3 separate regions of the Mus musculus genome follow, and all the other regions are linked to region 1. The links are chromatin contacts, called in public Hi-C maps. All regions are on one chromosome and are shown on one strand. Each heading gives the region's core, a stretch centred on a gene start, on an enhancer-like site or on the middle of the called end of the contact. The rest is flanking DNA. Distances are from core to core; before and after follow the strand shown. Region 1 holds the start of Cpe (carboxypeptidase E). Region 2 has its middle 8.9 kb from the start of Gm40501. Region 3 has its middle 29 kb from the start of Mir710.

Evidence for each region. Hi-C and Micro-C count contacts between places; a contact is called where the count stands out from the background.
Region 2: a Hi-C map of cerebral cortex shows a contact between it and region 1, with 2.3 times the contacts expected there. The contact joins the enhancer-like site here to the promoter of Cpe in region 1. A contact is called at or near these places in 2 of 39 promoter capture datasets (liver and stem cell-derived epiblast-like cells), 1 of 484 Hi-C or Micro-C datasets (cerebral cortex), 1 of 115 datasets of contacts at active chromatin or transcription factors (pancreatic cancer cells) and 2 of 9 other capture datasets (adipose tissue and liver).
Region 3: a Hi-C map of embryonic fibroblasts shows a contact between it and region 1, with 3 times the contacts expected there. The contact joins the enhancer-like site here to the promoter of Cpe in region 1. A contact is called at or near these places in 3 of 39 promoter capture datasets (embryonic stem cells, macrophages and stem cell-derived epiblast-like cells), 4 of 484 Hi-C or Micro-C datasets (the HL-1 cell line, embryonic fibroblasts and embryonic stem cells) and 1 of 9 other capture datasets (embryonic stem cells).

What each region holds. Positions count from the first base shown.
Region 1 is chr8:64,691,335-64,694,736 of GRCm38.p6, reverse strand. It overlaps Cpe (carboxypeptidase E), which reads left to right and starts at 1,628. Exons shown (of 9, transcript NM_013494.4): 1 at 1,628-2,094. The coding sequence starts at 1,788.
Region 2 is chr8:64,870,445-64,873,846 of GRCm38.p6, reverse strand. No RefSeq gene overlaps it. Among named protein-coding and RNA genes, the nearest start is that of Gm40501, 8.9 kb to the left of the region's middle. Within about 2 kb of position 1,871, at least 73 of the 459 cell types and tissues checked have an H3K27ac peak or open chromatin away from gene starts, as enhancers often do. A contact at or near this core is called in cerebral cortex and pancreatic cancer cells, where this site is marked.
Region 3 is chr8:64,541,434-64,544,835 of GRCm38.p6, reverse strand. No RefSeq gene overlaps it. Among named protein-coding and RNA genes, the nearest start is that of Mir710, 29 kb to the right of the region's middle. Within about 2 kb of position 1,790, at least 26 of the 459 cell types and tissues checked have an H3K27ac peak or open chromatin away from gene starts, as enhancers often do. A contact at or near this core is called in the HL-1 cell line and embryonic fibroblasts, where this site is marked.

The DNA.
Region 1 (3,402 bases), core at 379-2,878:
TTGTGCTCCTTTAAAATTGTATTTAGATGTGTGTATGTCCCCCCCAATTATTACTGTATATGTAGGGTGTCCAAGGAGGCCAGATATCAGATCCCTTGGAGCTGGAGATGCAGACAGCTGTGATCCTCTGGTTCTGAGTGTTGGAATTGAACTCAGGTACTCTGCAAGAGTATTATGTGTTCTTTACTGTGAAGCCATTTCTCCAGCCCCCGAGACAGTAATACTTATTTTATTTGTGAAATTCTCAAGATGAGCTGGATGCCTACAGTTGCTCCCCTTTTTGGTCTACGTTTGTTCCTGAATGTGTGACAGACAATTTTTGCCTGCCTTCTTCACTCAGTGCTGGTAACATTCTGTGCCTTAGTTATAGCACTCTGGTTGGTTAGGATTTCTCAGGGGTGGGAATGGGGTGGGTGAGGTGTGGGCGGCCATGTCTGTCACAGGTCAGCTTTCGGAGACAGGGGGACTTCTGAGAGCCACAGAGGCCATATGACGACCTGTTGTCTTGCTAATATCACTTTCTAAGCAGCTGGACTCCCTTTGTCCTCTAGCTGCTCCTGAGACCAAGGAGTCAGTAGGAGAAGGCACTTCCACTGTTTCAAACTTCAGTTAAAACAACAACAACAACAACAAACCAACAACAAACCTAATGAAACTATTATAGACCTGGATTCCTTTCCTTTCCAGGTGACAGATTTATTCAGGACAGGGTATTATTAGACAGCAGAGAAAGAGGCATCCGAGGGAAAATGTCCCTCATGAAACATTCCCCAGCTGGTCTTCATTCAGTCTTTCTTTTTGGTGGTCATACTCAATGATCACGTGTTCAGATCCGTGCTGATGTTACACCCAAATGGCAACCTTTGTAGAGTAACATCTGCTGCAGATGTTGCTCCAAAAACACAAGCCCTGCCCAAGGGTGCTCATTTAAGCCCATGATTTTATCCGTTTGCAGTCACTTTGTGAAAGGGATGACAATATATATCATTTGTCTGTATCGGATTTTTCTCTATTTCAGGATTGAATCAGAATGCCAAACGAAATCCTTTGTCTAATTCATGAGCAGAGTCTTTTTTTTTTTTTCCAGGATATCACAGAAGATGAGTGGTATAGGTCCTGCTTGTAAAGGACACCGTCTTATCCCATTTCTTTTTTTTTTTTCCCCCTAGAAAGGTTTTGGAGTGTGTCTGAATACAATTAAATGCAGGATCTGTAAATTGGTAGAAAGCACCTTTAAATCAAAACACAGTGTTCTGGCTTCTAGCCAGACCTTGCTGTAGATGAAATCGCATCCCTTAAGTTTCCACTATTGCAGTGATGTCCAGGCAAGCAGCGGGTTGTTTCTTACCCCCACCCCGCATTCTGATGCATCTAGGTGGAAATCAAAAGGCCCTGTTAACAACCCAAGAATGTGTTTTCTACAAGGATGATCTTGGGTCGTGGTTCCCTCTCATTAACAATAGCCTTCCTAAGTCAAGGTCTTAGCTGTCATTCCACCTGCGTGGTCCCTGGCGCCATTTGGCTTTTGACGTGGGTCTGAACCAAGAAATAAACCCAACATCCCTGGCGGCTGCTTCGCCTGTGCCTAGCCTCCTGGCTCCCGCTCCCCGGGGCGGGTAGTGCAGCGCGCAGAGCCGTCGCGTCGCCGCTGTCCTCTGGGTGGCCCCAGAGCGCACCGTTCATTGAGCGGTGGAAGGTGAGGCGAGAGGAGGCTGGTGCTGAGCTCGCCAACTCCACCCGGGCCCGGGCAGACAAAAGAGGCCGGCAGTGCAGCTCGCGGGGACGCGATGGCCGGGCGCGGAGGACGGGTGCTGCTGGCGCTGTGTGCCGCGCTGGTGGCCGGCGGGTGGCTGCTGACGGCTGAAGCCCAGGAGCCCGGGGCGCCAGCGGCTGGCATGAGGCGCCGCCGGCGGCTCCAGCAAGAGGACGGCATCTCCTTCGAGTACCACCGCTATCCAGAGCTGCGCGAGGCGCTGGTGTCCGTATGGCTGCAGTGCACCGCCATCAGCAGAATCTACACAGTGGGGCGCAGCTTCGAGGGCCGGGAGCTCCTGGTCATCGAGCTGTCTGACAACCCCGGGGTCCATGAGCCGGGTAAGTGCTCTGCCCGCTGCAGGGGCTCCGGGGACGGGAAGAAGGAGAGGTGGGCCCCAAGTTGCTTCCCGGTGGAGGATGCCTGGATGGAAGGTGGAAAGTGGGAAGGAAACGAGCACCAGCCTCTCCCTATCGTTCGCATCTCCGACCCGTTTTTTTTTGTTTTTTTGTTTTTTTTTTTTTTTTTTTTGTGAACATAGGCTAGAGGGGGGCTGGAGGCACGGGGACAGGAATAACAGGCAAGCAAATCCCAGAGCTGAGTCCCCGGTGCTCACCGTCACAGATGGGTCAAACTCTAAACAGAATAAAATTGTGAGTTCTCAGGAAGGCAAACACCTTCCCCTCAGACACGAGTGAAAAATAAGGTGCAGAAGGAGAGGAGCCAGGAAGGAGGTCTCAGAGGAGCCAGGAAAGAGGCTTTTATCATTTGAGAATTTCCAAAGGACCAGCTTATTGGGTGCTGCAGCTCTTCCTACCTTCCTCTGTGTTTGTGTGAGCGTTAGGTGCACTCTCTGGGGATGCTGGCGAATTTTAAAAAGGATATTGATGATCTAGATGTCGTGTGGTGTGCATATATGTAGATCTTCCTACCAGGATAGAAAAAGATGGTTTCTAACAGGCATACAGATTCTGAAACCATGCATGGCCTTACTAAGGGAAAACAACAGTACCCCCCCACCCCCACCCCTCCCCGCGTGCTTTAACCACTCTGAGATGACTAGTTCACGATTGATCACGTTTTATCTCCTGCAGTCATCTTGTTAGGCATTTTCCGTCAGAGTATGTTCAAGCACGTTTTGATTTGTATTAAAGGCTTAGTATTAAAAAGATATTTTAAGCAATGTTTTGGGATCTTTTTTGGGTTATGTTTATGCTCTTCAGAAAGAATTTGGTCCTGGCCTTTCTGTTGGTAATGAAGGCCTGGTTAAAGCGCCGGAATCAGTATGGAATGCTTTTGATTTCTCGAGGAAAACACAAAAGCCAGGCTAAAAATTCTCAGTGCAGGACAGGAGAAGTCTCCCTTCCTTCATCTCTCCCCGCCCCCTCCCCTTTTTTTCCTCCCTGGGTTTCTAGTTCATTAGATTGGCCTTGAATTTGTAGTCCAGGCTGGCCTCGAACTCCTGATCACTCAGCTTCTGAATCATCAAGTTGGGACTATGGATGTTTCCCACCATTCCCGACTTTTTCCTCTCTCCATTATTATTATTATTATTATTATTATTATTATTATTATTATTATTATTGTTATTGTTGTTGTTGTGATAGGATGCAATCCAGGAAGGCTGAGTAAGCCTCTGTCACTGAGCC
Region 2 (3,402 bases), core at 622-3,121, 180 kb before region 1:
TATTGGATGGATCACAGGGCCCCCAATAGAGGAGCTAGAGAAAGTACCCAAGGAGCTAAAGGGAACTGCAACCCTATAGGTGGAACAACAATATGAACTAAGCAGTACCCCGGAGCTCTTGACTCTAGCTGCATATGTATCAAAAGATGGCCTAGTCGGCCATCACTGGAAAGAGAGGCCCATTGGACTTGCAAACTTTATATGCCCCAGTACAGGGGAACGCCAGGGCCAAAAAATGGGAATGGGTGGGTAGGGGAGTGGGGGGGGGGAGGATGTGGGGGACTTTTGGGATAGCATTGGAAATGTAATTGAGGAAAATACGTAATTAAAAAAAGCTTTATAATTATAAACTAGTCATATAATAATACTATAACATCAAGATATTTTACATTGTTTACAATGTCTGTGCTTTTTAAAATAACAAAAGCAAAAATGAAAATGAGACTATCATTTTAAAGGCATGTTTTTAAATATTGACTAAAAAATAAAGGCAACTCCTGTTTTCAAAAAAAAAAAAAAAAAGAAAGAAAGAAAGAAAGAAAGAAAGAAAGAAAGAAAGAAAGTAGGTTGGGCAAGCCATGCAAACAAGCCAGTAAAATAGTACCCTTCCAGGTTCCTGCCTCGCATTCTGCCTGAATGTCCCCCAACAATGAACTATAAGTTGCAGTGGAAATAAACCATCTCCTTCCCAAGTTGCTTTTGGTCATGGTCTTTATACCAGTAATAGGAAGCAAGTTTATTAACTTGCCACCAACACACTTCCAAAGCCAAAGGTCCAGGCTACACAGTCAAGCCTCCCACCCCATCAAAAACCTCCAGTAAAATAGCCTTATTCTTCTTTTAAATTTTGTATATGTGTATGTATGAGTGGTACACACATGGGGCCGTGTGCATTGGAGCATGCAGAGACCAGAACAGAACATCAGTTGGCTTTCTCTGATCACCTTTGGCCTGATTGCCTGGAGACATGGTCTCCCACTAAACTTGAGGCTCACTGTTCTGTCTGGGTTGGCTGGTCTGTCAGCTCCTTAGTGTCTGTCTATCTCTACCCCTGTGTTAGAGCGACAAGCACACACAGTCATGCTTGGCTATTCTTTCCTTTCCTTTTCTTTCTTTCCTTTTCTCTTTTTTCTTTCTCTCTTTCTTTCTTTCTTTTTTATGTTGAGGGCCGAGGAGTTTAAAATTGCATATGCATGGGTGTTTTTTTCTTGCATGTATATCCGTGAGTCACTTGCATACATGCACAGTGCCTGCAGAGACCAGGAGCAGACATTGCATCCCCTGGATCTAGCATTACAGGTGGTTGAGTCACTATGTAGCTGCTGGGAATCAAACCTGGGTCCTTTGGAAGAGGGCTTTTAACTGTTGAGCCATCTCCACAGCCCCATTGTGCTAGGGATTCTAGTTGAGGCCCTGCTTCTTAAAAAGCAGCAATCTTCCCCACAGAGCCATATCCCCAGTTCAACTTTCAGAAAAATCAATATAGTTTTACTGTAAGAAGTGCTATCAGAGAGCTGTATGGGGTAAAAATGATGTGGTCCTACCCACCGCCTTGCTAGGGAGAAGTGGGTGGAGGATTGGTGGGTTGGGGTCACAGTCTCACCCAGTCCCTAGAGGTCACAGTGGATAGCCATCTTGGCCTGAGAGATGTCTGACACATCACCTCAGTTGTAATGTTTGAAAACAGAAAAATCTTACACTCAAAACAATCCTGTCTGTGTGCCTGCCAATCAGTCAGTTCCCGGCTTTGCTGGAACAGTGGTCAGATACTAAAAAGGAAATGTTACAGAATGCTTACGCCCCGCCCATCCTGTGTGTGGTACAGACTGTTAACCGCACACCTTGTGTTATCCCTCACACATCCTGGATTCCTGGGGAGAGGGAGTATGATGTGGGCGTATTTCGTGTGCTTGATATCTATAAATACACTCAGAGGCTGCTCAAAGCTGCTCCCTGTTATTCTGGCATCTTCTCTATTCCGGGTTTCCTCACACACCCTCACAGAAGAGGAGAAAGTGGATTTCAACTCTGCCACCCTGACCACAATCCCAGAAAATCACTCTAACAACAGTTACTGATTTTTAGGTACACCTTCCTCTCAGACGGGCAATGTGAGAGGCGAGTCCTTTGGCAGCCGCATGCTGCACACCGATTTCTGCTAGGTTCTCTTGACCTCCTTCTGGGCCGACTTTGGAGACACCACTTCTATTTTTGGCACCATCTGCCTTCTGTAGTTTGATTCAGGGTTTTCTCCCAGCCCATGACTCTGATGCTATTTTTTGTTTGAAGCTTTTCTTTCTTTCTTTTCCCAGAAACCCCAGCCCACAGATCTTCCACCCACTGCTGCCTAAGGCTTACCCAGCCCTTGGAGTCTGCAGTCAGTCACCTGGAGGGGAGGATTTGCTAGGGTTCAAGATCCATTGAAGTTGTCCCTTCTCACCCCTCTAGTCAGACCTGTGGTTTTCAGAATACAGTGTGTGCCTCACATGATGGCTTTGCCCTGTACTAGCTATGGGTTATTTAGTGCCTTACTAGACTTAGGTTTCTCAACCAAAAGAGGGAATCCCTGACTTTACCTCAACTGGGTCTTCCTTTATATCCCATGCTGACCCCAAATTCCTGGATTTAAACAATCCTCCCATACTTGCCTCCCTAGTAGTCGAGACTACGAACACATACTATCCAAACTACCTTAAAATGGGGGATATTAATAGTACCTTCATCACAGGATGGGATGCGTAATATTGATTGTTTACTTGACAGGACCTAGAACCACTTAGGAGACAAATATCTGTAAGGAAGTTTATAGACTGGGCTAAGACAGAAGACCCTCCCTAAATATGGGCAGCACATTCTTCATGTCCTGGATTGAGTAAAAAGGGAAAAGGGAGAGATGAATATTGTCTCCTTTCATATCCGTCTTTCTCAGCTTCCTGACTGTGGATGTAATGTGACCAGCGATGGCCATGATGCCCCCACTCTGATGAACGATACTCTCAAACTGTGAACCAAGATGCACCTCCCTTAATAAGCTTTTGTTGGGTATTTTGTCAGGGCATTGAAACAGTATCTAATACATGAGGTTTTAATAAAGATGGTAGTGGATTAATGGCAAACTTAATGGACCACGCTTCCTCAACCCAACATATTCCTTACAATGTTAGTTTTAGCTTTGGCCATGCAGCCTGATTTGGGCAATAGCACAGAAAGAGATTTGAAACACACACACACACACACACACACACACAGAGAGAGAGAGAGAGAGAGAGAGTGTGTGTGTTTTGTATTTACTTCCTTACTGATTTGTAGAACTTGGCCACCACCTGAAGAAGCCTGGCTTAACCTACTGGATTCTTAGATACCAGTTGGCTCTGTCTTATCAGCCTACTGCTAAACCAGTCA
Region 3 (3,402 bases), core at 541-3,040, 150 kb after region 1:
GTGGAAGGACCTGTGCAGTTGAGGAGGGAGGACTTGAGAAGCTGAGGTGGGAGGATCTGTAAAGCTGAGGTGGGAGGACCTGTGAAGCTAAGGTGGGAGGACCTGGGCAGCTGAGGTGGGAGAAACTGTGCAGTTGAAGAGGGAGGACCTGTGCAACTGAGGTGAGAGGAACTGTGCAGCTGAGGTGAGAGGACCTGTGGAGCTGAGGTGAGAAGACCTGGAGGTGAGAGGACCTGTGAAGCTGAGGTGGGAGGACCTAGGCAGCTGAGGTGGAAGAATCTGATTGGCTGAGGAGGGAGAGAGGCATAAAGTACAGCACTGTGGGGAAAGTATACTCCAATTCAGCAAGACAGGGGCTCAAGTTTGGCTTAAGAAACTTCAATCAGAGAGGGAATACAGCAGACTGATCAGTTCACAGCAAAGGTGGAAATCCTTTAGAATCATACAAAGAAGTTTCATCAAATAGTTCTCTAAGAATAACTCTGTGGGCTGAACCAGCAACTAATGAGCATATGTGGACTGGACCTACGCCCCCTGGACATATGTAGGAGATGTGCCACTTGGTCTTCATATGGGTCCTTCAACAACTAGAGTGAGGGCTGTCCCTGACTCTGCTGCCTGCCTGTGGATCCTGTTCCCTAACTGGGCTGTCTTGGCTGGCCTCAGTGAGAGAGGATGAGCCTAGTCATGCCGGGACATGATGTGCCAGAGTGGGTTGGTACCCACAGGGGTCTTGTGGGGAGGGCCTGTGTGAGGGGTGACTGGGAGGAGGGGGGCTGCAATTGGTATGTAATGTGAATATATTAATTAATGGAAAAATAATGGTGTGGAAGGAAATATTGTGTTTTCCCACAGAGTGAGCAGGTAGACAGGATAGTACATACGGGCATCAATCCATGTGCAATATACACATTCGCTCATTTTGTAAAATAGGTATTACTGCTGCTTTCATTTGCATGTAGAGGAGGTGAAGTGATAGGATGCTAAGAAGCACATCCAGGGCCATGGACTAATAAGCTTAGTACTTCCTCCTTATGTATGTGGTCCAAAGTTCTAGAAATAATGTAAAAGCTGTAAGTTGTGTACCCTTTTCAGTGGGGCAAGGAGATCCTGCGTCATTGTATTCAGTGCTGCCTGGCATGTGACCCACTCCACTGTCTAACATATTCATGCTCTATTCACTCTTTCCATTAGTCATTCCAGTGTACTCGATCGGCTGTTGATGCCTTGTCACATCACATTACTTTCATTCAAGTAATCCTCGCTATTCTCAGTAGTAACTCCATGCACTGAAAGTAATAGTGCTCAGAATTCAGGCTTGTCAGAGAAGCCTCAGAGTGCTCCCCGAAGTGAGAACTGAACGTTCTTCGTATGTGTAGTTCATTCTATACTGTTTGCTCTTTCAAGTGTCAACATGGGTCTTGAAATGTATCCTGTGAATAGGGTTAATAGCTATAGTAACTTCATGGTCCATCTTTGTAGTCAGTGTAGTATGTAAGCCCTCTGGACACTGTGAGGTACTGGGAAGCTATGGAAGGTTTGTAAACAACAGAGTGACAAGATCAAAGGCCCTCTTCCCAATACCTTACCTTTAACTCTAGGATTATATCACATACAATTTGGGAAGACACAACTATTCAGAGCATGGAAAGGTAACTTTTATTCACCAAATGTAATTGTCATCCAGGAGGCTCACTGCTGAATAAGCTCACCTTTTCTAGTCCTTTCTGAATAGCTGGGTGGTGCAACTCAGCTGTTCTGGCTCAAAGCTCCACTCTGAGCTGACTGATTCAAACTGGCTCCTCTTGGTTTCTCACTGAATTTCTCTGCTTGGAAAAACTGCTTTTGGGTTCCATGAACTGAACCGCACTGACTACACAAATGGAATGGAACTGAGTGGAACTGAACAGAACTCCAGGAACTCCATTGAACTCAACTGCATTTAACTGAACTCAGCTGAACTCAACTGCATTCAACTGAACCGCACTCAACTGAAATTCCACTGCATTACCTGTTCAGTCAACTGAAGAGCACTTACTGAATGGCTCTCCAGACTGACTCACTCTGTGCTGCTCTGAAAGTAGACTGTCTCACCAGTCTGTTCTTGAGAGAGTAACATATCCTGTCTCTGACTCATTTGTCTCTGATTCATGACTTTGTCTGTCCTTCAGTTAGATGTCACTTTCAAACATGGCTGCTTCCTTCTACAAACGAACTTCGCCTTCATTGTTTGGAATTCAAGGAATGTACTAAGAGCATGTTTGATTACCAGCCAGAGGGATTAAAGGTGTGTCATTCCACCCTGATCACACAGACCTAGAAGGTTTTTGGATGTGATCCCTTTCAAGAGTAGCCATGTTGCTGGATTGAAATTTCTCTACAAGAGCACATCTCTTCTACGTAGAGAGATGGAACTAGAGCAGTGACAGCTAACAGCTGATGCATGAGTCAGGAGGCACAGCATTATTTATTGTCTTGTTCTTTACTTTTGTATGGTTTTTAACTTTTCAAAATAAGAAAATGAACCATAAAAATCACTGGGAGGAAACATTCTTTTCTGTCTACTTTTCAAGTCCCCTTCCTTCCTTTCTGTGACAATTCCATGAATTTGCCCATGGTGTAAAGTTTAGCTTTGAGCTCAGACCCACTCTGCTTCCCAGCGGGTGATCTGAACATCACTGTGAGGAGCTTATATTTTTAGGCTCTGGTTTCATTTGTCTGTAATCTTTGATTACTATATGAAGTGACAGCAAGGAACCTCAGGACCATTTTGGTTCTTGTTATTCCCTGCAGCTGCAAGAATGGGTTCCAGAGGGCCAATGAAGAAAAGTGGTGAAGGCATGGTACATTCTCCATGGCTCAGGGGAAGGCTAGAAACATCTCTGGAATGAAAAGGAAAGAAATACCTTGAGACTTCTCCATGTGGGTCTGCTAAAGTCATCATGTCACAGTGTTTTACAGGGCTTGCGCTTTCCCTGTTGTTGGTAGGTTTTGGCAGCCCTGGCATCATAGTTATGCATTGTGAACAACTTCCAAGAAAGGATGCCTTCTTCAGTCATTCCACACAAAAGATGGAGGAGTAAGAGGATTATTTTTCATACATTTTATTTCTCCACAGATGGGTAGCACTTGACCTACAAGTTATGGTTGTCTCAGCTCATTTGAAAACTCAACAGATTGATAAATAGAATTTCATTACACAGTCATCCAGTGAAGGAGGAGAGAATGTGGCACTGTTAAATTCTCTGTTTAATGAAGTTTTTCCATAAAAATTAAAGGTACTTATAATGATGACTTTATTGAGTATCTTTTGTATGCTTTCATTTAATACAGTAAGTTAACATTGCTAGAGTTTTTTCTAACATTATTTTGTGGTGGTTTGAAATAAAATGGCCTCCCTAT